4 separate regions of the Mus musculus genome follow, and all the other regions are linked to region 1. A link is a contact called in public Hi-C, HiChIP or PLAC-seq and promoter capture Hi-C data. All regions are on one chromosome and are shown on one strand. The core of a region is the stretch at or near the end of the contact, and the rest is flanking DNA. Distances in the headings are between cores, read along the strand shown. Region 1 holds the start of Nog (noggin). Region 2 overlaps Ankfn1 (ankyrin-repeat and fibronectin type III domain containing 1). Region 3 holds the start of Dgke (diacylglycerol kinase, epsilon). Region 4 overlaps Ankfn1 (ankyrin-repeat and fibronectin type III domain containing 1).

Evidence for each region. Hi-C and Micro-C count contacts between places; a contact is called where the count stands out from the background. HiChIP or PLAC-seq counts read pairs in DNA pulled down with a chosen protein or histone mark. Capture Hi-C pulls out chosen DNA fragments and counts their contacts.
Region 2: a contact with region 1 is called in a Hi-C map of uterus, with 9 times the contacts expected there. The contact joins the enhancer-like site here to the promoter of Nog in region 1. A contact is called at or near these places in 7 of 484 Hi-C or Micro-C datasets (cerebellum, cerebral cortex, embryonic fibroblasts and 3 more), 4 of 115 datasets of contacts at active chromatin or transcription factors (craniofacial prominence, embryonic forebrain, embryonic midbrain and 1 more) and 1 of 9 other capture datasets (embryonic stem cells).
Region 3: a contact with region 1 is called in a promoter capture Hi-C map of liver. The contact joins the promoter of Dgke here to the promoter of Nog in region 1. A contact is called at or near these places in 10 of 39 promoter capture datasets (the 3T3-L1 cell line, embryonic stem cells, hippocampal neurons and 3 more), 2 of 15 datasets of contacts at CTCF or cohesin (embryonic stem cells and thymocytes), 2 of 484 Hi-C or Micro-C datasets (both in embryonic stem cells), 12 of 115 datasets of contacts at active chromatin or transcription factors (bone marrow-derived macrophages, double positive thymocytes, embryonic stem cells and 3 more) and 3 of 9 other capture datasets (adipose tissue, embryonic stem cells and liver).
Region 4: a contact with region 1 is called in an H3K4me3 HiChIP or PLAC-seq map of embryonic limb bud, with 2.7 times the contacts expected there. The contact joins the enhancer-like site here to the promoter of Nog in region 1. A contact is called at or near these places in 1 of 39 promoter capture datasets (neural stem cells), 3 of 484 Hi-C or Micro-C datasets (cortical neurons, embryonic stem cells and myocytes) and 3 of 115 datasets of contacts at active chromatin or transcription factors (embryonic forebrain, embryonic limb bud and embryonic midbrain).

The regions. Positions count from the first base shown.
Region 1 is chr11:89,301,033-89,303,838 of GRCm38.p6, reverse strand. It overlaps Nog (noggin), which reads left to right and starts at 1,280. Exons shown (of 1, transcript NM_008711.2): 1 at 1,280-2,806. The coding sequence starts at 1,819. The coding sequence ends at 2,517.
Region 2 is chr11:89,540,584-89,543,601 of GRCm38.p6, reverse strand. The region is part of intron 2 of Ankfn1 (ankyrin-repeat and fibronectin type III domain containing 1); the gene reads left to right. Among named protein-coding and RNA genes, the nearest start is that of Ankfn1, 150 kb to the left of the region's middle. Within about 2 kb of position 1,516, at least 3 of the 459 cell types and tissues checked have an H3K27ac peak or open chromatin away from gene starts, as enhancers often do. A contact at or near this core is called in uterus, where this site is marked.
Region 3 is chr11:89,059,467-89,062,465 of GRCm38.p6, reverse strand. It overlaps Dgke (diacylglycerol kinase, epsilon), which reads left to right and starts at 1,718. Exons shown (of 11, transcript NM_019505.4): 1 at 1,718-2,535. The coding sequence starts at 2,081. Dgkeos (diacylglycerol kinase, epsilon, opposite strand) reads right to left here and starts at 1,715. Exons shown (of 4, transcript NR_110336.1): 1 at 1,643-1,715.
Region 4 is chr11:89,513,776-89,516,994 of GRCm38.p6, reverse strand. The region is part of intron 5 of Ankfn1 (ankyrin-repeat and fibronectin type III domain containing 1); the gene reads left to right. Among named protein-coding and RNA genes, the nearest start is that of Gm42088, 140 kb to the right of the region's middle. Within about 2 kb of position 1,419, at least 14 of the 459 cell types and tissues checked have an H3K27ac peak or open chromatin away from gene starts, as enhancers often do. A contact at or near this core is called in embryonic limb bud, where this site is marked.

The DNA.
Region 1 (2,806 bases), core at 31-2,530:
AACCTGTGTACTTGTGAAATCGAAGTACCTTGGAGGAAAATCTCAGGATCTTTGTTTACACTAAGTCTGGAGATCTATGAGAAAGCATTCAAAAGCATAAAGTGCCTGTCAGTGTGTAAATATGGCACAGATGCGCACACACACACACACACACACACACCAGCCAGAACTAAATGCAGGGATCACAAAGGGCCAGCAGAGGGCGCGCCGCCCCCAGGGAGGTGAGAGCTAGTTGTACCAAGCAGCGAAGATTAGGAGAGCCACAGGCTAGGAGGATGTACCTCTATCTCCCCGCCACTCACCCGGTAGGACTAGGCGAAGGAGGAGGGTGAGAAGACCCCCGACTCCCCGCTTCGTGGATCTGAGGGGCAGAGAAGGGGTGCTACCTAGAAATTACATCACGCTGCGCAACGCTGCGGCTCTTGGTGTGTGTGTGTGTGTGTGTGTGTGTGTGTGTGTGTGTGTGTGTGTGTGTGTGTGTGTGTGTTGGGGGGAGGGGACTTACCCCAAGCCCGAGAGAGAGAGAGAGAGAGAGAGAGAGAGAGAGAGAGAGAGAGAGAGAGAGAGAGAGAGAGAGAGTGTAAAAAAGACACGCACCCGGGAAAATGCTCCATGCACATGGAGAAATTTCTTGCTAGGAACTGCACTGGAAACCGGGCCCCCGGCATCTCCCTGCTGCTCCCCTCCCGGTACAAATCACTCAGCTAGTGAGAGTCCCCCAGCCCCACCTCGACAACCCCACACCCCTCAACTCCAGCCCTGCACCCTCCAGCCTGGCTCCAGCGCCGCCACGAGCTTTCCCCGGGACTGGCCCTGGCGGGGCGCCTAGAGCCCCATTGCATTGCTCCAGGAGAAAGGAGGGGGGCGGTGCATTTTGTAGGAGGAGGAGAACCGGGGCGGGGGTTGGGGGGGGGAGAGAAAATTGCGCGGAGACCTGCCAAGCGCCACCGCCGCCGCCGCCACCGCCGCTGCCGCGCCGCCGCCGCCTGTGAGCTCCGGCGGGCAGCCTGACTGTCGGCTTCCCGGGGCATCTGGGTCCGGCGGGGCACAGTCCTGGGCGCTGCCGGAGCCGCCGCCGCCGCCGCCGCCGCGGCGACCAGTGCAGTCGCTTTCCCCCCGAGCCCGTGCGTCTCCGGCTCCTCGCGGGTGGAGGAGTTGGGGGTGGGGTTGTTGTTTGGGGGGAAGAAGGGGGAGGGGGCAACGCGGAGAGAGAGTCAGTGGTTTCCATGGTGATGGAGCTGAAAGTGCAGGAAATTTAAAGGCTTGGACCCTGCGAGACAGACAAACCGGTGCCAACGTGCGCGGACGCCGCCGCCGCCACCGCCGCCACCGCCGCTGGAGTCCGCCGGGCAGAGCCGGCTGCGCTGCCCGGAGCAGGCAGAGAGAAGTGGCCCAGGACCCGCTCTACCGGAGGCTCCGCACAGAGAAACAAGACGCCGAGCGACCGGAGGAGGAGGAGGGAAAAGGCTCGTCCACGCGCCCTGCGCCGCCGGCAGCCCGGGAGAACAGCGAGGAGCCGGCGCCCCCAGCGCCCCACGGTCGCGCTGGAGTAATCTCGGATGCCCGACCGCGGCCGCCTTCCCAAGTAGAGCGGCGGGGGGGAATTGCGACCAACTCGTGCGCGTCTTCTGCGCCGCGGCGGGAGCCGGCGCTGCGCGAACGGCTCTCCTCGCGGCTCATGCTGCCTGCCCTGCGCCTGCTCAGCCTCGGGTGAGCCACCTCCGGAGGGACCGGGGAGCACGGCAGCGCCGCGGACTCGGCGTGCTCTCCTCCGGGGACGCGGGACGAAGAGGCAGCCCCGGGGCGCGCGCGGGAGGCATGGAGCGCTGCCCCAGCCTGGGGGTCACCCTCTACGCCCTGGTGGTGGTCCTGGGGCTGCGGGCAGCACCAGCCGGCGGCCAGCACTATCTACACATCCGCCCAGCACCCAGCGACAACCTGCCCCTGGTGGACCTCATCGAACATCCAGACCCTATCTTTGACCCTAAGGAGAAGGATCTGAACGAGACGCTGCTGCGCTCGCTGCTCGGGGGCCACTACGACCCGGGCTTTATGGCTACTTCGCCCCCTGAGGACCGACCCGGAGGGGGCGGGGGACCGGCTGGAGGTGCCGAGGACCTGGCGGAGCTGGACCAGCTGCTGCGGCAGCGGCCGTCGGGGGCCATGCCGAGCGAGATCAAAGGGCTGGAGTTCTCCGAGGGCTTGGCCCAAGGCAAGAAACAGCGCCTGAGCAAGAAGCTGAGGAGGAAGTTACAGATGTGGCTGTGGTCACAGACCTTCTGCCCGGTGCTGTACGCGTGGAATGACCTAGGCAGCCGCTTTTGGCCACGCTACGTGAAGGTGGGCAGCTGCTTCAGCAAGCGCTCCTGCTCTGTGCCCGAGGGCATGGTGTGTAAGCCATCCAAGTCTGTGCACCTCACGGTGCTGCGGTGGCGCTGTCAGCGGCGCGGGGGTCAGCGCTGCGGCTGGATTCCCATCCAGTACCCCATCATTTCCGAGTGTAAGTGTTCCTGCTAGAACTCGGGGGGGCCCCCTGCCCGCGCCCAGACACTTGATGGATCCCCACCAACGCCCCCCCTACCCCCACCACCTCCAACCAGTTTCACCACCCTCTAGCGAGGGTTTTCAATGAACTTTTTTTCTTCTTGGCTACAGAGACCTGGCTTTCTGGTTCCTGTAATGCACTGTTTAACTGTGTAGGAATGTATATGTGTGTGTATATACGGTCCCAGTTTTAATTTACTTATTAAAAGGTCAGTATTATACGTCAAAAGTTACCCGGCTTCTACTGTATTTTAAAAAGGCA
Region 2 (3,018 bases), core at 267-2,766, 240 kb before region 1:
GAAGAAGAAGAAGAAGAAGAGGAAGAGGAAGAGGAAGAGGAAGAGGGAGAGAAGAAGGAGGAGGAAGAGGAGAAGGAGAAGAAGGAGAAGAGGAAGAAGAATCCCAAAACTCATACAGATGCAAAGAAACCCAATAAACAGGGGGAGAAAACTGGAGGCATCACAATTCCCAATCTCCAAACATGCCACAGAGTTATAGTAACCAAAACAGTATGGCAGAGGCCTAAGAACCAACATATACACCAACTGAACTGAATGCATCTCCTAGAAATGAGCCCATGTAGACTAGAACTTGAAACCCTTTTAGCTTCTTTCTGTCAACAAGTCCATCTCAATGCCTCTGAGTGCACCTTGCTCTTGTATCTTAGTTTACTTGTCACAGGCCCTGAGCACTAGCATCTTTCTGTTTGTGGGTTCACTCTACTCCAGTCTAGACCTGAGGGATTTTGCTCAACTATCCTAGCGTTTTGTTTGTTTGTTTGTTTGTTTGTTTTTTAGGTATCCATATCACCACTAGTAGGAAGTCTAGACTCAACACAGCATCAAGTCCTCCCCAGGCTTTGTGAAACAAGTTCTAATGAGTTCATCTGTGACTATTTACTGCAGTCTAGTCCCAGGGACTACTCATCCCTGCCACAGTCCAAGGGCCTCTGTGCCTTGGGCTCCTCTCCTTGCCAATCTTCAGGAGTCTTCATTCCTGCACATAATAGTACAACCTTCTTTCACTACTCCTTGCACATCTGAGGAGGAAGTGACCAACTGTCCCCTATGTATACCCCTCGGATCCTGTGAATGACACTTATTTATTTCCACCTGTACTATGGTCAGTTACATCTCTCTCATTAAGTGTGTCTTTGGAAAGATAGCCCTACTCTCCTTCATGCCCTTCCAACCATCCAGCTTCATAAAGGCTTCCCTGTCTTAGAGTTCACTGAGCAGTTATTATCTGCAAGGCAATGGGCCAAGAGCTGCAGAGGCTGCAGGAGGGAAAATAAAATTGTCATCTCTTTCTTCAAAGGACATTTTAATAGAATCAGTGAAGCATGATGACAACCTAAACAAGGAAGAAGGCTGAGGGGGTGGAACTGGGTGGAGGGACGTTCTGAGAAAGGAAGGAACGTTCACGGTGTTCCCAATGAGGGCACTGGTGTTAGGACTCGGAGGGGAGGAGGAAAAGAGAGCAGAAGTCTGCTTTGAGATCCCGAGTCTGAGCTGTAGTCGTTAGTAAACTCCCCTTTCAATCTGGCTCATCCAAGCCATCCATCCCCCCACAAACCAGAGTCATCTTCCTACAAGACTCTGATCATGAAACTCCCCATTTGAGTGCCTGCTGTTCGTTGAATCAAGGCATCTGCTAATTGCAGGCTTATGCTAGGAGTTACTGGAGAATACCAGTTTGTAGACATGACACAAACCCCAGGAAACATCTGGAGAACAAAAAAGCAAGAACATGCTGTGAAAGTGCTCAGGAGTGGGGGACAGAGTGAGGGTGTGATCCATGAGGGCTGAGATTAATTGAAAAGAATTAGTCAGAGGAGGCAAATCTTCAGTGCATGTGCTTGGTGAGAAGATGTAGACAGGGCAGACCAAGAAAACGTCAAGATCTTAGCATCCTGAGGCCTCCTCACGTTTTTCTTCTGGGGTTTTCAGTTATTCATTCAATATTCAACAAGTACATGCTACACACATTGACGAAACACTGTACGTTTACTGAATGCCTTCCACATGTCTGGAACTCTGCTAGACACTCTGACACAGCATTGAACAAGAGACCTGGAAGTCACTCAAGCTCTACAATATGAAGGAGATGGAAGATATACAACAAGTGCGACAAAAGGTGATGGGAAGAGAGAGCCACAGGTGCCACATCTCGGACTACAGAGCAAGGACCCCCAGGCTTAGGAAAACCTAGAGAAGAGGTTTAAGCTGAAATTTCAAGGATGGAGAGGAGTTAACTATTAAAAAGGGGCTGAGCCCCCAGACAGAACATCGTGTGCAAAGGCCTGGTGTTAAGAAAACATCTGGCATAGCTAAGGAACCAAAACATTCAAAATGACTGTAAGGCTGACTGCAAGTCAGGAGGGAAGGAGTCATTAGGCCAGAGAGACTAAGCAAGCTCAGGAAAAGGATACTGTTCCTAAGGTGCATCCAGGATGCTCAGGACAAAGGATACTGTTTCCAAGGTGCATCCAGGATGCTCAGGAAAAGGATACTGTTTCCAAGGTGCACAGGGGATCTAACACCTGTGGGTAACCAGCAGTTGTGTGACACCGTATATCTTCTTTGCTCAGGGCATGAATAAATACCCATTGAAGAATAGATTAGGGACTGGAGGAGTCCTGCAGCTCCTTTGCCAAGGACCTGGACCCATTGGCCTGACATTGAGTGCGGATTAATTACCATTTACCCCAAATGCTTGGGACTGAAATGTGTCCTTTGGCTTTTGAAACAGTTCTACACATAGAATGAGGCATCCTAGGATATTGAGGCAAGTCTAAATACAAATTCATTTGTTCCTCATATACCTTAGCCATGTAGCCTGAGGGTGTTTTAATACAACATTTTTAATAGTTTTAACAGCATGGACCTCTCCACTTGTTGCTGTTGGATCTATATGCAAAATGTGTGAGGTTTTGGGGCATTTTGGACTTCTGATTTTTAGATTAGATGTTCAGCACACTCCCAGAGGTTATGCTACTATGACGAGAGACATGTTGTCACAGCCTCTTGAGGGTGCACTGAAGATAAAACTTGTGACACACTCCCCTGAGCCACCGAGCCACCTACCCAGTAGTCTCTGACCTTGATAGAGTACTCAGAATCACGTGACTTTAAAAGATGGAATCAAAGTAAAGCTGTATTCAAGTCAAAAATCTCCTAGATGGCACGGTAAACCTTCCCACCTGGAAATCACTTGCTTTAAACTGTAAAAGGGCAGCCTGAATCCTGGGTGGAAAATAAACAGTTGTCTCGCCCACCTGGACTGGGATAGTCCCAAATTAGATTATTCATAGCAAT
Region 3 (2,999 bases), core at 469-2,968, 240 kb after region 1:
TCAGAAGAGCAGTCGGTGCTCTTAACCACTGAGCCATCTCTCAAGCCCCCAAAGTAATTTTTTAAATTATATTTACTTATTTATTTATGTGTGTGTGGGGGGGGGGTGCTCACATGCCACAGAGAGTGTTTGGGTCCCAAGAATCAAAGTGAGGCTTTCAGGCTTAGCAGCAGGTATCTACTGAACCATCTCTCTGGCCCATGAATGGCCAAAGTAAAACAAAGTGATCTTTGTGTATTTAAGGTACTTAAATACAAAGTGTATTTAAGGATAAGTTCCTGTTTGTCTTGCGTTTGTTTGACCCATCTGCACGGATGTGTTTGATCACATGTGGACCGGAAGTAAATCAGGTGAACTCTTATCCCTGGGGTTGTTTTGGTTCGGGTTTTTGTTGTTGTTGTTGTTTGGTTGGGTTTTTTTTGTTTGTTTGTTTTTGTTTTTGTTTTTCAAGACAGGGTTTCTCTGAACAGCCCTGGCTGTCCTGGAACTCACTTTGTAGACCAGGCTGGTCTCGAACTCAGAAATCTGCCTGCCTCTGCCTCTCGAGTGCTGGGATTAAAGGCGTGCGCCACCACTGCCCGGCTTGTTTGGTTGGTTTTGCATTGTTTTGTTTGTTTTGTTTGTCTTATTGTGTATCCCTAGTTGACCAAGAACTCGTGATAATCCCTCAGTAGAGAATAAGACCACTACCACAATTTAAAACCAAATTTAATGTAAGCTTTAATTAAATACTGGCCAAGGTGATGGACTCTCTGGCCAAGTTCATCTCGGGGTTCCCAGAGAATGGCCTCAAGTCGTGCTTTGCACGGGCTTAAAAAGGCAAAACCCACAATTCACTGCATTTCCCGTCTGGTTCAACTGGGGGCAAGCGTAAATCTTGATGTATTTCCTGCCTACATGTGACCCTGATTTACTTCCGGTCCACATGTAATCAAACACATCCGTGCAGATGGGTCAAACAAACACAAGACAAACAGGAACTTATCCTTAAATACAAACAGAACTCTTAACCTGTATGCTTTATTTTTCCTGTTTTGGTCCTCACACTATGTAGATCAGGCTGGCCCTGAACTCACAGAGGTCCATCCACATGTGGGCCACATGTCCAGTTATTTTATTATTTTATTATATTTATATAATACACTGGTAACTTTTGGCAGTCTTTGACTTGTGTTCTGAATGAACATAACACCTTCAAAAGAGCCAGTTTTCTCCATCCAGGATTCCCCGATATCCATAATCATGCCAATTCCACCTTCACCGTTGAAGAAGGGGATCAGGCTAAAGGTCAAATACTGTTAAGTCACTTATGGTAGAACTTCCTTTGGTTCTGAACTTTTGATAGTCAACCATGTACTTACTCCGCCCCTGATTTCCCTAAACCATGCCTCATTCCACACCATCTTATCCGTTCCTCTGCTCATCCTTTCCTAGATGGTCCAGACCCTTGAAGTCTTTCAACTTTCCAAGCCACCTCTTAGCCTCCGCCACGCCCTCATACCTGACCCCCTCCCACCCAAGGGGAGCGCCGCCGCGAGCCCCGCCCTACACCTGGTCCCGCCTACAAATTTTATCAGCGCAGACTCCGCCTTCCTCTAGCTCCGCCCACCATCGGAAAGCACCGCCATTGGCTTTGTCCTACCTGGCCCCGCCCAAGTTGTGGGCGCGTCAGGCCCCTCCCAGCCCTCGCCGAGCTGCCGGCCGGCGTGCGGACTGCGCAGGTGCGCTTCTCAAGCGCGGCCTCCTCATCCCACGCAGATCTCGCGGCCTGAGGGTGGGACGGCGGCCGGAGGCTTGGCTGTAGGTGGTACCGGCGACCGCGAGAGCGAACTGGGGGGTTGGGGGGGGGGTCTCCGGAGACCTCGCGAGAGAGGCACGGGCGAGGCTCAGCGCGACAGCCGTTGTGAACGCAGTGGCCGCGAGCCAAGCCTGTACTGCACGGAGCCCGCGGGTGCGACCTGCGCCTTTCCCGGGGCCGAGGCCACGCGCAGCCTCGGGACGAGCCGCAACCCCACGCAGTGAATCCGAAGGCAAGCCTTCTGGACCCGGCGCTCCATAGGCCACGCCTGGGCCTGAGAAGATGGAGGGGGACCAGCGGTCCGGCCCACCCGCCCAGAGCCTGCTCCCTGATGGCCACTTGGTCCTATGGACGCTGTGCTCCGTGCTGTTGCCGGTGTTCATCACTTTATGGTGTAGCCTGCAGCGGTCGCGCCGGCAGCTGCACCGCAGGGATATCTTCCGCAAGAGCAAGCATTGCTGGCGTGACACCGACCTGTTCAGCCACCCCACCTACTGCTGCGTGTGCGCGCAGCACATCCTGCAAGGAGCCTTCTGCGACTGCTGTGGGCTCCGCGTGGACGAGGGCTGCCTCAAGAAGGTCGACAAGCGCTTCCCGTGCAAGGAGATCATGCTCAAGAACGACAAGGCCGCAGATGCCATGCCCCACCACTGGATCCGCGGCAACGTGCCCCTGTGCTCTTACTGTGTATTCTGCAGGCAGCAGTGTGGCAGCCAGCCTAAACTGTGCGATTACAGGTATGGCTTTTATGGGAGGCAGGATTGTAAACAGTGGGTGGTGAGACCTAAATTCATCTCAGCAAATGGCCCAAACTATTCACGGCATCCCTGGCGTTTGAAGCAAGTCTCATGTAGATGTTGGTTGGTGTTTTTGTTTGTTTTTATTTTTGTTTTTACCCTTTGTGAGACAGTCTCTCCCCTGTGGCCCGGGCTAGCCTCAAACTCACTAAGGATAGCAGATGACCTTGAACTTTTAATGCTTCGCCTCCCCGTGCTGAAAATACAGGTTTGCATCACCTGAACCAGTTCATGAGGTGCTGGGTATCCAACCCAAAAGCCTTAAGCATGTTATTCAAGCTCTCTAACAACTGAATTCCACCACCAACACCACCCCTAAATTCCCACCCCTGCCAAGGCTCTTAATTTTCATCAAAGGCCTGTTTAAGTGCTGCCTGGCTCGTGGCTACTCTGTAGCATCCCAC
Region 4 (3,219 bases), core at 170-2,669, 210 kb before region 1:
ACATGTAATGTTTCTCCTATACATTCAATAAGAGACTAATAATAACACTACTAATAAAATATAACAATTTACTATTATCACCCTCTCACCTTGGGAAACATTATTAAGTCAGATAAGGGTTATTTTTGAGCCCAAGCACCACAATGTCATGGGAGTCGATCTGGTTCTTGGAGCTGGCTACTTCCTGGGTAATGGGTGGATAATGGACGCAGCATGGGTACCATGGGAAAAGAGACGATTCACACTGCAGGTGGTAGGAGGGAGGATAGCACCGGATTTGATTCCACCACCCAGAAGAACAAGCAATTAAAGCTGTGGGAACTGTTGGAGGGCTTTTTTTTTTTCATAGAATACATTTGGCCCAAAGTTGGCTCTGGCAAGTGAAACTCAGCTAACCCCTGGGGATCTACTGCAGCGGTCACTCCCACTGAGGAAAATACTGGCTGTTAACTAAAGGGGCATCCCACATGTTTCCCTACAAGCTTGGAAGACCCTAGGAAACAGGCCAGAACCTGGAAGGACTGCCGCTAGGGACCACCCTTAAGCATGGGAACCACAGGACTTTTGCTCTGGGCACTGATGGCTTTCCAGTAGCTAAGACGCTCTGTGGAGCAGCTGCTATCTGAGAAAGCCTTGCTGCCCTTGGGTATAGAAGCCCCAACCAAACCCCTCTCTCTACCTAACTTACCATATCCCACTCCATCCGCTAGTCACAGCCCAAGTCTGCTGTTCATTTGCTACCATGAAAGCCTGCCAATGCCACCAGTCCTAAAGACACCAGCTCCTTAGGATTCCTGCCTTGTGCAGATCTGGCCACATTCATGCATTTTTGCCTCATCCTTTGGTCCTAGTACCAAAGACCTACTTGATACTCAGAAAGCATTGATATAAACTTTAATCTTCTGACACCTCTATCTATAAGAGGAAAATGATGTAAATTTCCCAGGAACTTGTACTTTGGAGTATTTTGGGTTGTATCTGCTCCCATGATTCCCTCGACACAGTTGCTAAGTTTGATGCTCAGTGTACCTGGCCCCTGGCCCGTTTTTCACTGTTCACTGTCTAGTGATGTGGACTAGCAAAACTGTGGGACACGCCTCTGTATGTGGGATGCTCCTTCTCTTTCCCTTGACTTGCATCTTCCTGTCTCTCCAGATCCCTCCACTCTGCTGTATGGTGAGCCCCTCCCACACCCTAGAAGCCTCCCCCTGTGCTGCCCAGAATCGTCATATTCAGAGACTGCCGTACAATACCACCACAGAGCAACTGTCACTTGCAGACAGTACAGACCCCTGTGCTGCAACCCCCAGCGCACAGGAGGTGCCCCTCATTTCTGCCGTAGCCAGGAGTCTGTGCTGGTGCTGGGAATGGTGCAGGCTGTGTCTAAGAGGTGTGACTATAAACTAATGAGGCCGGCTTTGTGTAAACAAACGCAGCAGAAAGTCTGCAACCCAAGCCAATGTTAGTCTTTCCCCGGGCCCTCCTGGGAGACGCCACGCTCGCTGCAACAGCGCTGGCACGGCCCGAAACACTTTTGGGATTGTCTTCAGAGTCCCTGCATGAGAAAACCAGACTGGTTGATTAGTGACACCCAGCCAGCATCATCACCCTCCCTGTTCCACAGACTGGGTAACTCTCAAAGGACAAAGATTTGCAGCCATTAAGAATATGGAAAAATGAGCCCTAAGTGGGTCTCCTGAGCGAATCACTTATTCTTATCTGCCTCATTAAAAGAGGGGTGTAAATCCTCACTCTGACTTGCAAGTCTGCTCCTCAAAGCTTACCTCCCACATTATGTCACCCTTCTGTCCTTGCGCATACCACACTATCTTGCCACCAGGACCTTGTCCTGGATCTCAACTCTAGTTGAGATACATAAAGACTTTTGAATCTCAACCACTATATGTTCAACATCTTAACATCCATATTGCAATCTAAAGGCAAGGATGTCACCAAATGTGGGGGTGGGTCTCTGACCCTATTCCGTGTCTCTAAATAATGACTCTCAGGTGGCTTCAGTCTCCGTTTCAATCACCCACTCTTCAACAACAGCTTCTTTCTCTTAATTTCTAGATATTTGATTGACAGGGGGAAATGTGATTATCTTCAAAGCATGAGGGTTTGATATTTGTATACACTGCAGAGTAATCACCATAGTCAAATTCATTAGCACATTCAGCATTCTTCATGCTGCACATAGATTCCCCAGGACTTGTCAGACTTCTAACTGGAAGTTTACACTCTCTGATCCTTGGTGTCTTACCTCTCCAGCCTCCAGCGAGCTGGCAAACAGCCTTCTGCTCTCTAATTGCGTGACGTGAACATTATAAGGTTCATATCACATACACACATATAATCCTGAGGTTTGTATTTTCGTGTCTGGTTTCTCCAGGTTCACCCACAATATTGCAAATGGCACGATTCCCTTCCCTTGGGAGTCAGCTTTTGCTCTGAATTTTTAAATGTACCCCACATAGAACAAGCTCTCTTTGTCAAAACCTAAACTCTTACAGATAGAATTGAACAGTGCTTTTGACTGCCTCTATCAGTGCCTTTTTGTGCTTGTATCTACAGTCTAGCTTCTTATCCCTAATTCCTAACATTCCCATTGTTATTGGTTCAGAAGGTGTCCCTACTGCTCCCGATTCAGCAAGCACTCACCACCATACCAAGTAAGATAACCACTGGAGATGATGCTTTTAGATCAAATCCTCAGCACAGGCTAAAAACCAAGTTTCTGGACTCAAGGAGTTCTGGTTCCAAATTCCACATAGTGATACTTTGTAAGAAAAATCTTTAGTCTTTTCAGGCCTCATTTTCCTTATTTGTAAGATGGACATAATCCTTTGTTAGCTATTATCTATATCACTAGGTATTCAATCACCCTCAAAACTTAGCATACGATGACATTGATCTCGGTTTCTATGGATTAGAAATGTGGGACCAGGATGGATGCTCAGAGTATCCACAAAATGGCTATCACCTCGCTATTGAATTGAGTTACAGGTTCTACCCCCATTACTCAGAGCCACAGCTGGGAAGAACTCTGCATCCCTGGCTACATGGGCCTCTCCATGTGGCAAGCCAGCGACTTGGCAGCTGGCTTTCCTAAGTGATAAGGTTCTGAGAAGGTGAGAAAGATCAACCAAGGCAGAAAAAAAGTGTCCTTTGCCACCTAATCTTAGATGTGACCACATGCTATCTAATGTGACTAACTTG